Regions from separate parts of the Mus musculus genome. Here all the other regions are linked to region 1. A link is a contact called in public Hi-C data. All regions are on one chromosome and are shown on one strand. The core of a region is the stretch at or near the end of the contact, and the rest is flanking DNA. Distances in the headings are between cores, read along the strand shown.

The links. A called contact is a pair of places that touch in the nucleus more often than the background predicts.
Region 2: a Hi-C map of uterus shows a contact between it and region 1, with 1.8 times the contacts expected there. The contact joins the enhancer-like site here to the promoter of Gclm in region 1. A contact is called at or near these places in 2 of 39 promoter capture datasets (the 3T3-L1 cell line and embryonic stem cells), 1 of 15 datasets of contacts at CTCF or cohesin (the NIH/3T3 cell line), 3 of 484 Hi-C or Micro-C datasets (nephron progenitors, uterus and ventricular fibroblasts), 12 of 115 datasets of contacts at active chromatin or transcription factors (the NIH/3T3 cell line, acute myeloid leukemia, craniofacial prominence and 8 more) and 1 of 9 other capture datasets (adipose tissue).
Region 3: a contact with region 1 is called in a Hi-C map of nephron progenitors, with 4 times the contacts expected there. The contact joins the enhancer-like site here to the promoter of Gclm in region 1. A contact is called at or near these places in 4 of 39 promoter capture datasets (the C10 cell line, hippocampal neurons, liver and 1 more), 3 of 15 datasets of contacts at CTCF or cohesin (the NIH/3T3 cell line, large pre-B cells and pro-B cells), 4 of 484 Hi-C or Micro-C datasets (embryonic stem cells and nephron progenitors), 14 of 115 datasets of contacts at active chromatin or transcription factors (the 230-238 cell line, astrocytes, embryonic basal ganglia and 8 more) and 2 of 9 other capture datasets (adipose tissue and macrophages).

The regions. Positions count from the first base shown.
Region 1 is chr3:122,243,026-122,247,590 of GRCm38.p6, forward strand. Gclm (glutamate-cysteine ligase, modifier subunit) reads left to right here and starts at 2,532. Exons shown (of 7, transcript NM_008129.4): 1 at 2,532-3,086. The coding sequence starts at 2,961. It overlaps Gm46822 (a long non-coding RNA gene), which reads right to left and starts at 1,347. Exons shown (of 6, transcript XR_001783970.1): 1 at 846-1,347; 2 at 608-741.
Region 2 is chr3:121,862,643-121,867,207 of GRCm38.p6, forward strand. No RefSeq gene overlaps it. Among named protein-coding and RNA genes, the nearest start is that of Gm33987, 14 kb to the left of the region's middle. Within about 2 kb of position 2,654, at least 31 of the 459 cell types and tissues checked have an H3K27ac peak or open chromatin away from gene starts, as enhancers often do. A contact at or near this core is called in uterus, where this site is marked.
Region 3 is chr3:122,633,249-122,637,813 of GRCm38.p6, forward strand. It overlaps the pseudogene Gm5981. Among named protein-coding and RNA genes, the nearest start is that of Gm43568, 5.8 kb to the left of the region's middle. Within about 2 kb of position 2,198, at least 37 of the 459 cell types and tissues checked have an H3K27ac peak or open chromatin away from gene starts, as enhancers often do. A contact at or near this core is called in adipose tissue and nephron progenitors, where this site is marked.

The DNA.
Region 1 (4,565 bases), core at 1,282-3,781:
CTTGAGTGTCTTTCTGACTCTGGCCTCTCACCTCTACCCAGCATGCTCTGCGTCCTGTTCTGGAGACTGGGGATAAATAGCATTGCTGCTGGCTGCTTCTCCAATCGCAGCCCTATCTGTCCTGTGCTGTGACATTTATACTATCATAGTTCATCTACAAACCCGTCACTCCCAACTGCCACCAAGAGGTTTTAAAAAATAGCTCTTTAAAAAAAACTTTTATTACAATAGATCAACTAGACAAAGTGCATTAATTGTGTAAGGCTGAGTTACAAATAACTACTAAGCAAAGGTTGTCTCAATTGTTCTGGAGCCCCCACCACCCATTCTTCTGTTTTACACCCTGGTAATAATTTCTTTGCACATTTGTGGTTTTACTACATGTTTGTACTTTCCTAATGGGTAGTTTAATTTTGTTTATTAATTAGTTTGTGTGAATAGACTCAGAGCGTATACTTTTCCATGTATCCCCGCCACCCCTTAGTTCTGTTTGTTGGTCCTTCCCAGGAGAGGGTTAAGGCTCCTGAAAACAAAGCTTACAGTGTACCCAAGGAGGAAGCAAGGCACCTCCCCCCCCCCCCTCCCCGAGACAAAAGAGCAGACTCACAATGACTTTGCAGCCAAGTTCTTCTGGCTTGTATCCCTTTCTTCTGCAGCCAAAGGAAATGTAGATTACTTTTCTCTTCACCAAGAAACCATGGAGTTACAGCAACAGTATTATTAAGTAAAATATGCAAGGCACTGAAAGCATATAAATCATGCACAGACACATTAAAGAATTTAAATCACCTGTAATATGAACCAGTAAAGAGTTTAAAATACAGCGCTTAGGTTCCTCCGCCCACCTGTCCGTTGGTTGTTTTAAAGTAGGTATTTGCATTCCACAGCCCAGGCTAACACTGGGTTCCTGATCCTCCCTCCGAGGATCCTGCCTCAGCCTGCCGAGTGGAGGAATTGTAGGCGCGTGCTACCACGTGTGGTCTCAAAGGGTCTACAAATGTACATCTCAGAAACAACGTGAAGTCCTCCGTGCACTCCTGAGTGTGCCAGCCTGTGATAGTCAGGTTATAACAGGAGAGAGTAGAATACAACAACAATTTTGAGGGCTAGGGATGCCCACTGTCAGAACGCATGTGTAAGCCTTCGACCCCAGCACCATAAATAGTAGTTCTCACTTACTGAACATTTATTATAAGCCAAGTACTGAACTAAGGACTCACCATACCTTCTCTTAGTAACTCATCACAACTACCTACCCAACGGCAGATCTGATGTCCTGTGGCCTCCAGGGGCCCTGAACGGTGCCCATAAACTCATGGAAGAAAACACACATACACACAAATAAACAATATTTTTGTATGTTTGTTTTGAGACAGAGTCTCTCTACCTAGCTCTGGCTGTCCTGGGACTCTCTATGTAGACCAGGCTGGCCATGAATTCACAGATTCACCTGCCTCTGCCTCCCAAGTGCTGGGATTAAAGGCGTGTGCCACCACCACCCGGCGACCACTAAGTTTTAACCAAATATTTACATGGACTTTTAAGAGAATATAATCAAAAGTCTAACAATGACCATAAAAAATTCATCAGAAGAATCAATTGTTTATATTTAAGTAAGGCCATGTGAGGGGCTGCTCCTGGGAAACCTCTTCTCCATGGATTCTTGCTCATTGGATGTGCACAAAGATGTACCCAACACCAGCCTCACTTTTTCTGGAACGATCTTCCAGCCTTTCCTATTTCTTAGTAGTTTACCAACTCAGATTCATGTTTCTTTTGAAAAGATTTTGCCGCCTTATAATGAAAATCTCACCTGGCTCTAACATACCTGACTGGTTTGTTAAAAAGTTTGTTTCCTGGGTAAAACTTTAATAAACGGTCAGTTTGCTATTATACCCAGCCATCTCCAGTGGGAATGGGGAAGAATCACGAACAACTTGTAAAAGTGTGAATCATAAAACGTTCTCTGTTACCATCTGTTCCTTATGCTTAACTGACCTGGAAACTAACTGCCCCGTGGTATTTTTATTGTTTAATGTTTCATGGGCTGAGGCCTTTCTCTCGAAGGATTAGGCTTCTGAAAGGGGAAAATTAAAGTTGTACTCTCTGGTTTCATACAGCACCAGCAAATAGGTAAATCAACACGCTGGAAGAAGAATGATCAGTTTGGGGGAAAGACTCTTGGGCAAAGCAAAGCAAAAGGAAAAAATAAAAATAAATTTAAAAAACAGAGCGGGGCGCGGGCAATGAGACACTCGCGCCATCGCATCAGCTCCTTAGACACAGAAGCAGGCACGCTCTCAAGGCCTGGGAGGATGGACCTCCGGCGGTCCTCTCGAAGAGGGCGTGTCCAGGGCCGCAGCGCGGGCGGCCATTGGCTGAGCGGCGCTCCCGGGCGCACCGTCAACTCTCACGAGGCGCTGGCGGCGTAGGCCGCGCGCCGCGCTCTGGCCGGCAGGGGGCGCACGTCCGCGCGCTGTTCTCCCCCGCGGCGCCGCCCGCTCCCGGCCGCCCGGCGCCACGCCCGCCGCAGGCCGAGGGCCAGTCACCCGCGGGCCTGCGCCCCGCCCCTGGCCCGCCGCGGGACGAGTAACGGTTACGAAGCACTTTCTCGGGTGAGGTTTCTGCTTAGTCATTGTCTTCCAGGAAACAGCTCCCTCGTTTCAGCGGCGGCGGCGGTGGCGGCCGCAGAAGCCGCAGCGACCGTCCGCGCCGGCGCCTCCCTCCCTTCCTTCCCTCCCTCCGGGACCGCCTCTCCGTCGCCGCCCGGCCTCCTCGGGCCCGAGCGCACACCGGGCTGTGGCCGCGCGGAGTCGGCAGCCTCGCGCTCTCCTCTGGGGCCTGGGGCACCGCCGCGCCCTGCGAGGCAGCCGTCTGCCCACTCGCCCGCCCGCCTGCCCGCCCGCTCGCCATCTCTCCGCGGCTCCGGCGCTACCCGGTCCCCTCCGGCGGCAGCTGCCATGGGCACCGACAGCCGCGCGGCCGGGGCGCTCCTGGCGCGGGCCAGCACCCTGCACCTGCAGACCGGGAACCTGCTCAACTGGGGCCGCCTGCGAAAAAAGTGCCCGTCCACGCACAGCGAGGAGGTGAGCACGGTGGGGGCCGAGGGTCTCCTCGAAGTGGGGACAAGCAGGGCTCTCCGGAGCTCGACCCGCTTCGGAGGTACCGAAGTGAGCTGGGTACTATCCCGGCTTGGCAGGTGCCACTGCGGGGCGAGGGGCGCCTCCGCCGGTCGGAGTTGATCGCACAACTCTTGAGGGCCACCGGGTCCCCTGTCTGGCTGGACAGAGCCACTGCAGCCCCGCGTCTTCATCTTCCGTCCCTCTCCCTTAGCCAAGGTAAAGGAAAGATAAAGGTTTAGTGTTTGGTAGATGGACTAACAATAGGTTTAACTTTGATATTGTTGACATTGCTTTCTCTATTGTACTGAATTTGGATTTGGGACAAATAACTTACTGGATGTTAACATTGTATTTGCTTCAAAACCATTAAAGAGGGGCAGGTGGTACACGCCTTTAATCCCGGCCCCTAGGGAGGCAATAGCAGTAGGATCTCTGAGTTCGAGGTCAGCCTGGTTTGTATATTGAACTCCAGGACAGCTAGGGCTACCCAGTGTCAGCCCCAACCCCCACGCCCCCAAAAAACCTAATGTGTAGTTGGAAGTGACAGATTAATCTAGAATTAAAATGTGTTATATTTGTGTTAATGGCCCATTCCTGAGCCAGTGGTTCTCCATGGACCGTGCAACTCATTGCAGAGGCGTATTGATAATATGGAACATGTATACTACTTAAAACAACAAAACAAGACAGATGTGCAATTATGTGTGGGGAGTAATAAGCTGGGTATGGTGGTGGGCTCTTCTAATACGCAGCCTCAGTGGGCTAAGGCAATAGAATGTAGAATTCGAGGCCAGCCTGGGCTACCATGTGATGAGGTCCTGGCTCAAAAAATAAATAAGATAAATGGAAACATTTTAAAAAAGAAACAGTTACACCTAGGAGCTATTTGACTTTGAGACTGTTTTCCCGGCTATAACTTTAACCTTGAGTAATATTCTCTCATCAAGTAGTTGTGGTAAGGAAAAGATGGGGTATGAAAATACTCTGCACACAACATGCTTGTTATCAACTGGATCATCAGAAAGGTAAACAAATCCTGGTTAAAGGCTACATTTCCTAAGTTAGGTCATATTGTAAGGTCGGTCTCAGTGGTCAGAGACAGACGGGCTTCTGCTCTTTTAGTGAGGCAGGCTCTACAAGAGCGCCTGGACTCCTTCGTTGTAAGTTGAGAGCCTTCACTGGTCAGATTGGGGAACCAGCTCCCTAGCCCAGCCTGTGCTCAGCTTCCAGCTGAGTTGGGCCGCTGTTTGAACTGCCCACTTGGCCTGTTTCTCTCAAAGGTGTCTCTGCATCTTGGCTTAGAGCCGTAGCTCCTCCCGGCACTGGGTTCAGTGTACCCTTTGCACCTTATCTCTCCACAACACACTGCAGTAGCTTGCAACGTTTGTTTGTTTTTAATGTTCTTATTCTTTGAGAATTTCAGTGCATTTTTCAACCATCATC
Region 2 (4,565 bases), core at 1,404-3,903, 380 kb before region 1:
AGTTCTGATTTGTTAATCTGGTCTTGGTAACAAACTCACTGGCTACTAAACCTTTTCAATAATTATCATAGTCAGCCAGGCCAGGCCAGGGCAGGTACACTCTTCAGGAAGTGGGCAAATGGTGGAGAGATAGAAGAGGAAGAGTAGCCAAGTGGTTTGTGCGCTTTGAAGAGAGGCAGAGCGAGACACAAAGGCAGTTGCTGTTCTTGCCCTTTGGGAAATGGTGAATTACACTACCCATCAATAAAGCCAGTAATAAATGCAAGTGCCAGTGGACCTGTGCCTTCTTTCTTTGAGAAACCTGACCACTGCATTGCATCACTGTGATGCCCAGAGCTGCATCCTGGCTTGGGAAGAAGACCTGCAGAGTGAAGACCTACAACCGACTGGCATGTCTTCTGTGTTTACTTTCCATCATTGGGCTATTTGCTAATCTTTTGTGGTGGTTCATCCATGAGGCTAGACAACTCTATGCTGAGTTACAGTTTTTCTGTGCTGTGTTTAATTTGGGCCAGGAGTCTATTTCCTTTGCAATTTTAGGGTTGGACAAACATTTAACCATCCTAGTTTTCAAAAGATGTCACTGCTGATGCCGCACACGTGGGCACCACTACAATGAGCTATGATGGAGAGACGAGAGAGATGGTAGAGGAAGAGAAGCAGAGAAGTTTGTACGATGTGAAGAGAGGCAGAAGTGGAGATCCGAGGTGGGGAGCCTGATGTGAGCAGCCTACATTGCCACCTGAGGTCATGATGATGTCCCTGCCATGCTTCCACCAGGGGCCACATCTGGGTCCTTGATCCTGTATATACCAATGTCCATGGCCCACATTACCACCAGTAGCCATATGGACATCCCTGGTCTGGGCCACTGCTGGAGCCATGTTGATGTTGGCTCCACCCCTTGTCTAGGCAGTGAGGGAAAACAGACCTGAATAACACAGGAGACCTAGCCCTGGTGGCATAGGTGCAGAAGAGCTAGGCCTGTTCCTCATCAGCCATAAAGTGCAGGATCGTGGGAGAGATGACCTCCCCCCACCCCATCGCTGCCTTCAACAAGCGTGAGAACTGCCCCTCCCCCACATATACCTGCTGCAGCTCCACACCTCACTTGGGCAGCATATTAGAGCTGGGGGTGAAGGTGAGCTGGTCCCAAAACTGTGAGAGCAGAAGAGCTGGCCCTGGTGGTATGGGAGCAGGAGACCTTGTGGGTTGACCAACTCAGCTTCTACTGAGGCCAAGATCCAGGACTTTGAGTTAGCCCATTCCAACATCTACCTCATCTATGAACTGCTAGAGCATGTGAAGGGGCTTGTCCTGCAGAACCAAAGCTGCAGGATCTCCATGACATGGTAACAACGAGATAGCCAAGAGGACTCCCAGTGAGGATCCAGTATAGATAGCATAGCAGGAGCCAGAGGCCTTGATGAGACCAATGACTCGTTTTAACAAACATTTATTTGCAAGGAAAGTGTTTGGACAAAAGGGTGTACTGTGGGACACACCGTGACACACTACAGCTTCCATGGCGAGATGTGTTTTCTTTTGTGGGGGAAGTTGCAAGGGCAGAGGGTGGCTATGGAGAAACAGGGAGATGAGTGGGGCTGGGGTGCATGATGGGAAATTCACAAAGAGTCCATCTTTTAAAAAAAGTTTTAAAAATTATCATAGTCTCAGTCTCAAAATTTTAAGTTTCCTTTAGTTGCTTTCTAGATCCAGACTTAAAAATGCTTCTTGTTGTGCTGAAAACACCCCTATCCAATCTGCCGGTCCAGACCTCGAGATGAAGGGAAAAATGTTCATGTTTCTATCCTAAAGCCATCATTGAGTCCTCAAGTTCTTCATCCCCTTTGGGCTCTTCCTTGTCCAAAAAAAAAAAAAAAATGTGTCTTATATCAAATGAATGTTCACCTTCTATTACATTGCTAGTTTTTTCAGTTTTTGTTTTTACCGTGACTCAAAGGCATGTGTGTGCTCCAGCTGTTTGCAGACACCTGCTAACTGCTGTTTTCTACAGTGAAGAGAACAGACAGTGGTTGTGCTAATACCTGCTGTCCCTAGTCTGTATGTGTCCCTGCAGCAGATTCCTATCAGCTGACAGGAATTCTCATCCAGGAATCAACTGCATTGCACCAATTGCTTCAAAGTGGCCTGCAACCCTGATAGCCTCAAGTGGTCTTGCAAAACTGGCGAGCCCTCAACTTGCCCAACCAGTCCAGTCAAGTGAGGAGCTGGCTTGCAAACCGTGGCTTCCAGGGACCAACTCCAAAGCTGCCCTTTGATCTCCTTTGAACCTCTAGATCCTCTGGCAACTCAGCCCTGCTGGTCTCTTTCCTTTTTAGAATAATGTAATGCGCTCTGTCGCTCCAGGTTGTTTCCAGGTGAAATTAATTACCTAGCCTGACTGCCTCTGTTGGATTTTCTTCTGGTCTCCTACCATCACCGGCTGGTTTGAGCCCTTGCTTTGGACCAGTATTGCAGACTCCCATTTCTCTCAAGCCCCCAGTTGACAGGAAGCAGCTATAGAAGAGAAAGATTATGTCACCCTCGTCACCAACAAAAGGCTGGAATGTTAGGTCTCAGGAGTGCATCCACCTAGAAGTGAGCTCAAGCTGGGCTGTAGAAGGAGTTCTGGCAGTTATATAAAGGCCAGCCTTCCTCAGGAACTTGTGAAACAGGTTTTGCATCTCAGAGGTCCCTCCCCTCAGCTCCCCGGCCTACCCCATAATCCACATGACTTGTCTACCCCATGTTCTCTCGTGTTCTCTTCTCTCTTGCCTCTCTTTCAAACAGCCTTGGCCATGTCCAATCTGTTTTTCTTTCTCTCTAGCTCTTCCAGATGCTCTGGACATTGTCTCTCTCTTGCCTACAATAAAAACCTTTCACCTAATAGTATAGCCATATTGGTAGTTTTTATACTATGCCTCTATACATACACTTTCCATTCCCCAGTAGGATTCCCCTAGACCTCCCCCAAATAACAAGCTATTGCCAATCCTGTTGGCTACTCTCCAGAACTTGACATTAAGACCCTATCCCTGAAGAGGTCACAGAACAGGAAACAAAGCCAAGCTGGTACTCTCTTGGAAGCTTCCTTCATTCTTGAGCTTGCAATTATAGGCATGTGTCAACACATTCAGCATATACAGAATGTTATGCTAAAGACAACTCTAGAGAATCACTCAGTAAATGCTGGCTAGCGAAAATACAAGGGCTGTTGCTTTATTTCCACAGCATCCTGCAGTCTCCTTAGTGTTAAACTACTTCATTAAGAAGCCAGAAGAAGCTGGGTGTGGTGGTTCATCAGGAAGCAAAGGCAGGTTGATCTCTGAGTTTGAGGCCAGCCTGGTCTACATGATGAGTTGGCAGATAGCCAGGGCTACACAGAGGGACCCTGTCTCAAAAAACAAAACAAAACAAAACAAAAACAAAACAAACAAACAAACAAAAACCCAGGAGCATTCTCAGAGAGAGAAGCATCTAACATCCCTATTCTTCCTCCTCCTCCTCTTCTTCCTCCTCCTCCTCCTCCTCCTCTTCTTCTTCTTCTTCTTCTTCTTCTTCTTCTTCTTCTTCTTCTCCTTCTCCTTCTCCTCCTTCTCCTCCTTCTCTTCATCCTCCTCCTTCTTCTTTTAATTATTAGATATTTTCTTATTTACATTTCAAATGTTATCCCCTTTCCTGGTTTCCCTTCTGAAAACCCCCTATCCCCTCCCCCCTCCCTCCTCCCCCTGCTCACCAAACTTCCCACTCCCACTTTCCTGTCCTGGCATTCCCCTATACTGGGGCTTAGAGCCTTCCCAGGACCAAGGGCCTCTCCTCCCATTGATAACCAACTAGGCCATCCTCTGCTACATATGCAGCTGGAGCCATGAGTCCCTCCATGTGTATTCTTTGGTTGGTGGTTTAGTCCCAGGGAGCTCTGGGGGTACTGGTTAGTTCACATTGTTGTTCCTCCTATGAGGCTGCAAACCCCTTCAGCTCCTTGGGTACTTTCTCTAACTTCTTCATTGGGGACCTTGTGCTCAGTCCAATGGTTGGCTGAGATAATCCACCTCTGTATTTGTCAGGCACTGGCAGAGCCTCTCAGGAGACAGCTATATCAGGCTCCTGTCAGCAAGCTCTTGTTGGCATCCAGAATACTGTGTGGGTTTGGTGATTGTATCTGGGATGTATCCCCAGGTAGGGCCATCTCTGGATGGTCATTTCTTCGGTCTCCTCCTCCTCCTTCTCCTTCTTCATCTGATAAAAGAACATCACATTTTTAAAAATCTAAAGTAAATAACTTCTTCCAGCAAACGCACACACACACAAAATTTCCCAACTCCTTTGAGCATCCTTTTCATTAGCTCGCTATACAAAATTGTGACCCCTCTTGACCTTTCTCTTCAAAGTGTGGGGTAGAAAAGAGACTTCTGATTTTTATGTGATTCAAATTCAGGTAAGTGTTTGAGCCACCTGCTTACATTTAGAGACGTTTAAAGGGACATTCAGGTGTTCATAGTGCAAAAGATTTTAGGAGGCAAGACAAAATAAAGAAGCCGTCCCCGTTTAAACTTCCGGCA
Region 3 (4,565 bases), core at 948-3,447, 390 kb after region 1:
AAGAACGAACATGGTAGGGTAGACCATGGCTGCAGCAAGCGGTGAAAAGTGGTCCCATATAACTGCCCTGGTTGGGATAAAAGAGAATGTTCTTGGGGGTGGGGGTGGGGTGGGGAGTGGCAGGGGGGTATCACTCCTCATCCACAATTTCCAAACTTAATTAGGGTTTTTGGCTGGGGCACCAGCTTAGGACCTTGAACACAGCAGGGAACTCTGCCACTGGGTTGTGTTCCCAGCCACTTCAGCTGAGATTCTAATTCCCATTTCAAAACCACTGTAACTCAGATCTCAGATATTTCTGAGGGAGTTGGTCTTCTCATTTATTTTATGTCACCTAGGTGGTCTCTAATACAAGGCATTCTAGTGAATGTTGGTTGGAATAAATTCCTGTGCAAGGCTCTCAAATTTAGCAGCTAAAAAGCCACAGAACTACCACTTGAATTCAAAGCTCAGAAATTGAAAGTGTTGCACAGAATGGATTTAAACAATTATGTACCAACTAATGATGGAGACACACCCTGAGAAATGTCTTATTGCATCGAAGTGCATTTATCCCAAGATGTCTACTAGCTGAAATCTTATACACCACCAACATAAACACAACCTGTGGTTCCCCACGACACTAGCATGTGCCCTAGGACTAGACTAAAATATCAGTTGTTATCTGAAATTCAAATTTAATAAAGAATCCTGATTTTTATCTGGAAATAACAAATACTTTATGCATTAAACCCCAGGGCTGAGGGCTTTGGAGTAGATTTATCTACACCAGGGATTTTGGACAGTTAATGGATCCTTGAAGTAGTTTGTAAACGGCGCTCGCTCCTTTGTTCGTTGTTTGAGACAGGGTTCCTTGTAACACAGGCGGCCTCACACCCACTCCATAGGGAACGACGATTTTAAACTCCTGATTATCCTGCTCCTGCCTCCCAAGTCCCAGAATTACAGACATGCACCAACAAGCCTGGCTTATAAAATATTTTTAATAGATGTGTCTGTCGTGCTTTTCCTGGGGAACAGAGGGGAGGCCTTTATTACTGATTCCTAATAAAGATTTAGAAATCTCTTGGAGAACTTTAATGAATTAAAAAAAAAAAATCTGACAAGGTTCAGAACAGTGAGTAAGGACGCTTTCACTTTTGTCTGGAAGAGGAGCTTGGGTGTGTGGCCACGCATATCTGTAGTCCAGCACCTAGAGAGTGAAGTAGCCTTACTATTCTCAGGTCAGAGACAGCCCCCGTGCAGAGTGAGTTCGAACCTAGCCTGAACTACAAGAGTGAAAGACCCTGTCTCAAAACTCCAAAAAAACCCCAAACCAAACCAACCAACCAAACAAACAAACAAGAAAGAATGAAAGAAAGAAAGGAAGGGAGGAAGAAAAAGGGAAGGGAAAAGGAGGGGAGGGGAGGGGAGGGGAGGGAAGGGAAAGGAAAGGAAAGGAAAGGAAAGGAAAGGAAAGGAAAGGAAAGGAAAGGAAAGGAAAGGAAAGGAAAGGAAAGGAAAAAGAAAAAAATAGGCCCTTAAAGACCACATAACAGAATGCTTTTGGAAGGGATGCACAGAAAACAGGGACGGAGGGATGAAGAGATTGAGCCGATCTTCCTGCCCTCTGCTACTCTTTTGTGCTAGCTGATTTTTCTCACAAGGTTCACGTTTTGTTTACTTAAAAGAGTTTGCAACTACAAAACAACAGTAATGAACCCTAGCAGTATCCAGGCCTCCCCCAGGGGCCCAGGGTGTCAGCATTTCTAATTCTTTAGTGTGTTGTGTTTAAACGTTAAGAGTACACACAGTTCCCAGGGGCATTTACCCAAACAAACAAACAAACAAACACAAATGCATACAACTTTCACTCAATACACACTATCCCTTGAGTCTCCCAGGAAAAGAGTCAAAAAGTAAACTGACTCTTTTCAGGCTGGGGCAGGGATGCTCTGTTTGGAACTTAAAACAGTCAAAGCACTCAGTGGTCAGCAGTGGGCAAGACCGGAAGTTCCTAAGGGGTTCAGTTGCAATTGCAGGCTCAGAACAGCAGACTCTTAATTAATGTTCTTGGCCACCAGAGCACGGCAAGAGGTAATTGAGCCTTTATTTATACCCCTAATAAGCGAGCTGCCTTTTCTCTGCTTGCACTGGGCAGGGCCAAGAATAACAACAGCCGGATGTCCTGCCACTCCTGGAGACTTCCCGTGTTCTGGCGACCTAAGAATCTGCCCAGCTTCAAGGTGACACGCCACCTGCTCTCACTGCTGCTTATTAACTCGCACATGCCATTTGGCTTTCTAAGATTCCTCGACGGGAAAGCCAGCTAGCGTGGCTTGAACAGCCCCGACCGGGATCATTGTTCTGGAGTTCACTGCAGAAAGGGTGTCTCTTTACTGGGACCTTTTTCCATCTCAGCAAAACTGGCAGCCAAGCGGTTCTTTGTAGGCAAACATGCAATCCGAGGAAACAAAACAAAACAAAGAACCTGTTTATGTGGACTGAAGAGGAGGCTCAATGGTTAAAAGCACTTACTGCACCTATAGAGGCCCTGAGTTTGATTCTCATACTCACACCAGGCAGCTCACAAACGACCTGTAACTCCCTCCCTCTCTCTCCAGTCTCTCTAACCTCCACAGGTACTCACATGCAGAAACCCACACAGTCACAGACACGCATACATATAATTAAGAATAAATAAATTAATAAAAAAATTTTTTTGCATACAGATTGTAAATAAATAAAAAAATTTGTGCACATAGATTGTTAAAGAGAAATCTGTTTATTACCTTTTCTTAGTGTTCTGGTTTGCCTGATGCGTCCAGAGGGAAGAAATGGCACAGATCACACGATGCAGTGCATTTGATTATATTCACAAAGCCAACTTGGACACTGCGAGGAGCCCATGCCCTAGAGATGCAGTGAATTTCTTTTGACAGCAATTCTGGGGTTCTTCGGTTTTTAAACTGGGCAATCTCTAGAGGCCATTGCTAAGTGTTTCGTGTATTCTTTGGGAGGTAGTGCTCTAATTCTCCCTCAGTAATCCTGAACTAGAGTCTAACTAGAGAATTCTTAAGATGGCGTTGGGGGTGTTGTTTGACCTGCTCGGGTTTGCTTTAGATGTGTCTGTGGTTTAGTGAGAGTTTAGTTAGATGTTTCAGGCTGGCTCAGAACTCAGAATTTTCCCATCTCAGCCTCCTGAATGCTTAGATTAAGGTGTGCCCTACTACATCAGACAAGCTATATATATGTGCATGTATATGTATATTTATATATAGTGTATATATCTACCATATATATATTAATTTGTGTATACAGATGTTCTGCCTACATGTCTGTTTCTTCACCATGTATGTGTCTGTCAAGGCCAGAAGAGGGTGTCAGATCCCCTGGAACTGGAGTTATAGCTAGCTGTGAGTTGTGAGCTGCTGAGTGGCTGTCAGGAATACACATGCATACACATATGAGTCTATGTGAACACATATATGCTGATGTTGGGTCCAGAGGTTGACATCAGGTGTGTTCCCTATCACTGTCCATGTTACTTTTTAAAATTAACTAATTTGTGTGTATGAGTATTTTGCATGTAAATATGTCTGGGCGCCCTATGGGCTACTCCCCTCTCCTCACGGTAGGAAAGGATGGTCGTCAGCCAAACATGAATCCTGTTTCCACACATTTAATAGTAAGATCCACAGTTTAAATTTCTATTAATTAATTAGGGTGTTTATTAATTTATTGTGTGTGTTGTGTGGCATATGCATGTCACAACATGCAATTCCAAGGACAACTGTTGGAGTTAGGAGTTGGAGTTAGGCTATCAGGCATGGTAGCAGGCATCTTTAGCTGCTGAGTCATCTTTTGCTGGCTCGGTATTTGTAGTTGCAAATGCCTAGCTGTGGGCAGGTGACATGGCTCAGGGAATTAAAGGTGCTTGCTGCCAAGCCATGAACTTAAGTTCACTCTCTGGTGCCAGCAGGTGGAAGGAGAGAACCGGCTCCCACAAGTTGTCTTTGGGCTTCCACAGATGTGCCATGGTACACACCTGTCACAATAAATACTAAAATTAAAAGCCAAATTATCTGACTTTAAAACAAGAGGTATCATACCCTAAAATTATTTCTGAACTTTATAACTTAATTTCCTTCAATGTAGGCTAATGTGTTTCCTGTTTCTTGAGAGTCTTGGGTATGGCCTTCCAAATCTGTGTCTATTTTTGAATACGTCAGTACACTGGAATTTCCCAATCTAGATGATAACATCTTCAAGGACTTGAGCCAGGTCAGTCACAAAGGCATATTAATCCCATCTCTGAGGACAGTAATTAGCCCTGCAGTGTAATGTCTAAGACAGCATAATCTACAAACACTTCAAACAAAATAATTTCTTTAAATTCCTCTAAGGAAAATAAAAAGAATTTTAGACTTTCCAGACAGTTCCATACATCTTAGCTTAGAGGTGAAGTTATTCTTTGTGATAACCAGACGGGATCAGAGTTTGACGCTTCAGTTCTCAGTACACAGCTTCTCCTGTTTGCACAACAACTGTGTTCTAGCATTGTGATGGCTTGGGTTCCCTTGTTC